2 separate regions of the Sus scrofa genome follow, and region 2 is linked to region 1. A link is a contact called in public HiChIP or PLAC-seq data. All regions are on one chromosome and are shown on one strand. The core of a region is the stretch at or near the end of the contact, and the rest is flanking DNA. Distances in the headings are between cores, read along the strand shown.

Region 1 (2,700 bases), core at 29-2,528:
ATGTAAAGAATGAATGTTTTACATACCAAATCATAATATACTATCTTTTCCTTTCTGGAATCTAAACCATCCAACTATTAAAGTAAAAGAGCTCCAATTTCTACCTCAACAACATGAAAGAGAAGTATATCAAAACTACTTCCCCAGGACAAACAAAAGGAGAAATCATAAGCAGTAAATGTCTTTCTAGTATATTAATAACACACCCTTCAAAACTTTGATAGTATTTGAAAACTGATTGAATGAAATTGGGGGTCCAAAAGAGACACAGATTATTAGAATGATCCAGAATCTCTCTCCAGGAACACACTAAATAACACCCTCATCAGTCAGAGACATCAAAAATGAAGACAGGAAAGAACATTTCCCCACCAACCTCAAGGCATTCACCTCCTCCTGCATAATAATAGTTCGGCCCTTGCCCTCTCCATTTGTCACCTTATTACAGTTGTCGCTAGAATAACACGGGTCTGAACTGCGCAGGTCCAGTTATACGTGGGTTTTTTTTCAATAAATAGTTTATATTTTCATCTTCAGATCTTTAACGTAGTGTGGGGAAATGCTTGTGTCTGATTAGAGATCACAACACAGGTAATTAAAAGAACTAGGTTAAGAGTCCTGATTCTACCCAAAAGGTTTCAGCTTCTTAGGTGAGTCCGGTATCAATTCCTTCGTTTTTGAGGCAGAGATAGGAATACGTGGATATTGCACTGCTTGGGGTCGACGCCCCTATTCCCTGCTTTGTTCAAGGGTCTACTGAATTTTCCTTTCCACCTCTGCATGATCCGCCAGTTACGTCTCTCTCCATCCATAGTCACCCCGCAGCCTTTCTCCACAAGTGGCCCTTCCTACCTGTTGGTCTCACTTAAATCTCTCTGCCCAGAATTACCCACACCTGCTCCACCCAGGTGCTTGCACCGACCCTTCCGGACTCGGGGTATGGCAGTGGACTGCGCTGGGCACCCCATTCTCCCGCAGAGTCAGCAGTCTGTGCGAACACGACTTGGAGAGGGTTGTTCTTTCGCACCCCCATACCCAGAGCTTCCCCCTTTCCCCCGGGGTCGTCCTCACTCACAGCGCACAGTGTGGAAGGCGCAGCGCGGCTGCTTCTCAAAACTCTCGCCTAACTTGAGAACCCGCTCGCGGCTGTCAATACGCGAGGGTCTCCCTGCTCCATTCATTATTCTCCTCGGTCTCTGAACTGCCTCCGCCAGCAGCGCTCACCACCAGCTGCCAACTCAGCCTGAAACATCTGCACTTGCAGCCGCCTACGCAGCCAAAAAAGACTCCGCCCCGCGCCCGGGGAGCGTGGCCCCCACAGGATGCCTCTCGCGTGTTGATTGGCTGCCGCCTTAGGAGTGCCCGCCCCTTGGCCCCGAGGCTCCGGGTCCCGCAGCCGAGCCCCTCCCCCTTCTCACGTTGGGACGCACGCAGCCCCGGGAGGCTATGGTTCTGAGGTACACGGCAGGAGCTGTGTGCTGCTGAGGAGGAACGCGAAACGGAGCGAGGTAGCCTACGTGAGGCGGCGGCTAGGGAAGGAGAATGTCCAGGGTGCCGGGAGGCCTGGACTCCAAGCTTATGGGCCAAGTGACCCGACTTGCAGGAGCTCTAAAAGGAGAATCGGCCTGCTCCACGCCTTTCTGTGGAGATCTGGTGTGGAAACTGAGGCGGGGGAGGGGCGGAACCTGGACTCCAGGCGCGGCGTCGTGCCCGAGGCCTGGTAGCGCCGAAGCTGGATCTAGAATCCTGAGTAAAGGAACCAGTGCCCACCGAGCCGTGGTCCTTGGATCTGACTGGAGGCGACGCCGTTACCTCAGCAAGAGTTTTCTGACCTTATGTTCCAGAGCAGGGTCCCAATGGTCAGGTCCCAGAGGGGAGTAGGAGTTGGGGGTTGGAGGGAGTGGAAAAAGAGTTCAGAGTTAGGAACTACAGATATTTAGGATCCCCTGCGGCTGGTTTGCATTTGGTTGCCTTCGTTTATTTTCTTCACAGTGATGCGTGCAGGCAGTAACGACACGGCCCCCACGAAAGACAAGATTCCCAAAAGATCAGGGCCAGAGCTTTTGCTCTGGCTACAGGGTGATAACATTAATAATTGAAAAATAATTTGTCTTTTTTTTTTTTTTTAATCTGTCAAAAGTTCGTGAGTTTAAGGGTAGAGATGAGAGAAGTGCTGTATGAGAAGAGAAACACTCAAGAGAAAGTTTACAAATGGTTGCCATAACACTGGTGGTTTTTCAGGGTAATTGTATAATCAGACTACTCTTTAGTTAACTTATTCCTTTGCCAAATTTATTATTCCAGGCAAGTAGATAAATGTGTCCCCCTCAACCTATCTGCTTGTGTAAATTATACTCTTTTAAGCATACTAAAGCTGTTTCCTGTGGTAGTTAAGCACCTGAGTTCTGGAGCCAGAATCTTTTATGAGTTTGAACCTCAGCTTCATGCTCTACATTGTGACCTTGTGCAAACCAAAGTAAGTATGTTTGTCATTAAAATTAGGGGAAGAGGTAGTACTTACACCTTAGAGTTGTTGAGAGGATTAAATTAGTTAATGCCTGAAAGCATTTTAAACAATTCATGGCATCCAGTAAACGTTCTCCAAATGGTTATTGTTTTTGAGACTTTACTGTCATGCAACGCTTTAGGACCATTCTTGGTGGCTGCCTTCTCTTCCAAATTTTGAATTACTCTAGGAGG
Region 2 (2,700 bases), core at 44-2,543, 170 kb after region 1:
TTGAGTTTCTAGGTCCATCCGTGTTGCTGCAAATGGCATTATTTCATTCTTTTTATGCTGAATAATATTCCATTGTATATGTACCACATCTTTATCCATTCCTCTGTCGATGAACATTTAGGTTGCTTCCATGTCTTAGCTATTATAAACAGTGCTTCAATGAACATTTGGGTGCATATATCTTTTTGAATGATGGTTTTCTCTGGATAGATGCCTAGGAGTGGGATTGCTGGATCATATGGTAGTTCTATTTTTAGTTTTTTGAGGACCTCCATACTGTTTTCCATAGTAGTTGCACCAATGTGCATTCCCACCAACAGTGTAAAAAAAGAGAGAGGACTCAAATCAATTAAATTAGAAATGAAAAAGAAGTTACAGCAGACATCACAGAAATACAAAGGATCATAAGAGACTACTACAAGAAGCTATATGCTAATAAAAATGGACAACTTCGAAGAAATGGACGAATTTTTAGAAAGGTACAATCTTCCAAGAATAAACCAGGAAGAAATAGAAAAGATGCATGGACCAATCACAAGTACTGAAATTGAAGCTGTGATTAAAGAACTTCCAACAAACAAAAGTCCAGGACCAGATGGCTTCACAGGCGAATTCTATCAAAAATTTAGAGAAGAGTTAACACCTATCCTGAAACTATTCCAAAAAATGGCAGAGGAAGGAACACTCTATATTTAGTTTTTTTTAAGGAATCTCCAAACTGTTCTCCATAGTTCCAAACCCCAGTTGTAAGTAATGTGAGTGATATAGAAATTGCGTTTCTTCTTAAATCTTACCCTTCAGGGTGTTCCCTTGTGGCGCAGCATGTTAAGGATCTGGTGTTGTCGCTGCAGCAGCTCAGGATGCTCTTGTGGCACAGGTTCAGTCCCTGGCCTGGGAACATCTATATGCTATGAGAACGGCAAAAAAAAAAAAAAAAAAAAAAAAAAAAAAAAAGGAAAAGAAATCTTACCATGTTAAGATTGATTTTTGAAAATGTGAAAATTCACATAAAAATTAGTTTTTCCATTAAGTCTTTAGCCCATACCAAATTCTCAAAATTTCTTTGCTATAAGCAGATGCAATTGCCCACCTATTTTGGAAACAAATTTTCTTCAATGGTCTTATGTATTTTCTGGTTGAATGTTTTGCTTCCCTGACCAGATTATAAACTCTGAGAGTTCATTTTTTTATGACCTCTGAGACCCTCAAAGCCTTGCAAAAGAGCAAGCACCAAGCATTTAATCCTTTTTTATTTAAGTGCCTAAGCAGAAGGAACTGACTCAAACTTCAGGAAGTAGCTGTGAGGACAGGGTGGCAGGAAATGACAGAAAACCTGAATACGGAACTGAAGCAGCAGCTCAGAATTTCTTGCTCTGAAGTCGCAGCAGCTAGAGAGGAGCTGAGTGTCGCTGTGAGGAGCTGAGAGCTGAGAGCTGAGAGCAAACGCTTGCACGGTTGAAGGTGAGTTGTCCGAGCAGTGGGAAAGTTGGGGGGCACAGGACAAGAGTTGAAGTGAGAGGACCCTGCCTGGCTCTTAGTCTTTGCTGAGAGGCCAAGTCACTGCTAGTCGGCTTTTCACCTTTTATGGCCAGAAGTCCAGGGTGTGGGTGGTTGTGGGTAATGAGCATCTGGGGATAGAAGCAGAAGGAGGAGGCTGGAGCTCAGGGAACAGGATTTAGCAGCCCTCGACCACCCCTGGTTTCTGCTGACAATTCACGGCCCTCTCTAAGGCCCCTTGCTCCTAGGTACTGAGTTGGGAGGTGAAGACAGTCTGTGCCCTCGGAGGGTGTGTGAGCTAGCAGAGCCAAAACCCACGGGAGACACTGCAACAGATCCGGAAGTAGTAGTTGCTAATATACACCAGTGCTGAGATCCAAGTGCTAAAATGAAGGCATGGTGGTTCCACGAGGGCAGGTTTCTATGAATGTTGGATCATAGAGTCCCGGGGTGTCAGAATGGAGGGGACTTGATGGATTCGCAAGGATAACCTCTTTGTTTCTTTTCCATTGGGAAAAACAGTATCAGGGATGTTCAATGATTTACCAAATTGTTTTCATTGATATTTGTCATTTGCTTAGGCTGGTACCTGGCAAATAAGTACATATGGTCTCTATGTTGACTTCCTGGTCTCTTCTGATTCCCAGTCTGTGTACTTTTCTGAGGCAGCCTCATGATGAAGCCTTGACATCCTGGACTCCAGGCCTCACCACGTTACTCTGGATTCCACCTCTAGATAACATGTATGGGCTTCCTTATTTCTGACCAGTAGCTCAAGGATACTAAATTGCCTGTGTCAGAAAGCCTGCCCTTTGTTTCAAAAGTACATGAGGATGGGAGGCTTATGGGAGAGTAAGGCTGAGGCCTGAACAGCAGGAAAGAAGCCGGGACCATTGGTCCTCCATGCTGCTTCTCAGCCCACGGATACTTCAAAAACTTCTATTTTCCAGTTTTCTATGTGAAGTCCTTTTGTGGCAGAGTGGCCCAAAAGCCAGGACTAGAGGTGTTAGCTTCATGGTCCCCATCCATTGTTGTTACCCCACAGGGGAAGGCAGGGCTACTCTCAGCAATGACTCATCCCACTGTCCAGCTGACTTGGTCAGTACTTCCCCAGTGTCCTCTTTGCATCTCATTAACCAGTCTACCCTCGAATTCCTCTTGTTCTGGTTTCCAAGGGGTTTTTCAAAGAGCTGGAGTAGGTTG

Evidence for each region. HiChIP or PLAC-seq counts read pairs in DNA pulled down with a chosen protein or histone mark.
Region 2: an H3K27ac HiChIP or PLAC-seq map of alveolar macrophages shows a contact between it and region 1. The contact joins the promoter of HCLS1 here to the promoter of EAF2 in region 1. A contact is called at or near these places in 1 of 47 Hi-C or Micro-C datasets (skeletal muscle) and 2 of 2 datasets of contacts at active chromatin or transcription factors (alveolar macrophages and skeletal muscle).

The regions. Positions count from the first base shown.
Region 1 is chr13:138,680,324-138,683,023 of Sscrofa11.1, forward strand. It overlaps EAF2 (ELL-associated factor 2), which reads right to left and starts at 1,279. Exons shown (of 6, transcript XM_013980937.2): 1 at 1,076-1,279. The coding sequence starts at 1,181.
Region 2 is chr13:138,851,094-138,853,793 of Sscrofa11.1, forward strand. HCLS1 (hematopoietic lineage cell-specific protein) reads left to right here and starts at 1,294. Exons shown (of 14, transcript XM_013980963.2): 1 at 1,294-1,461.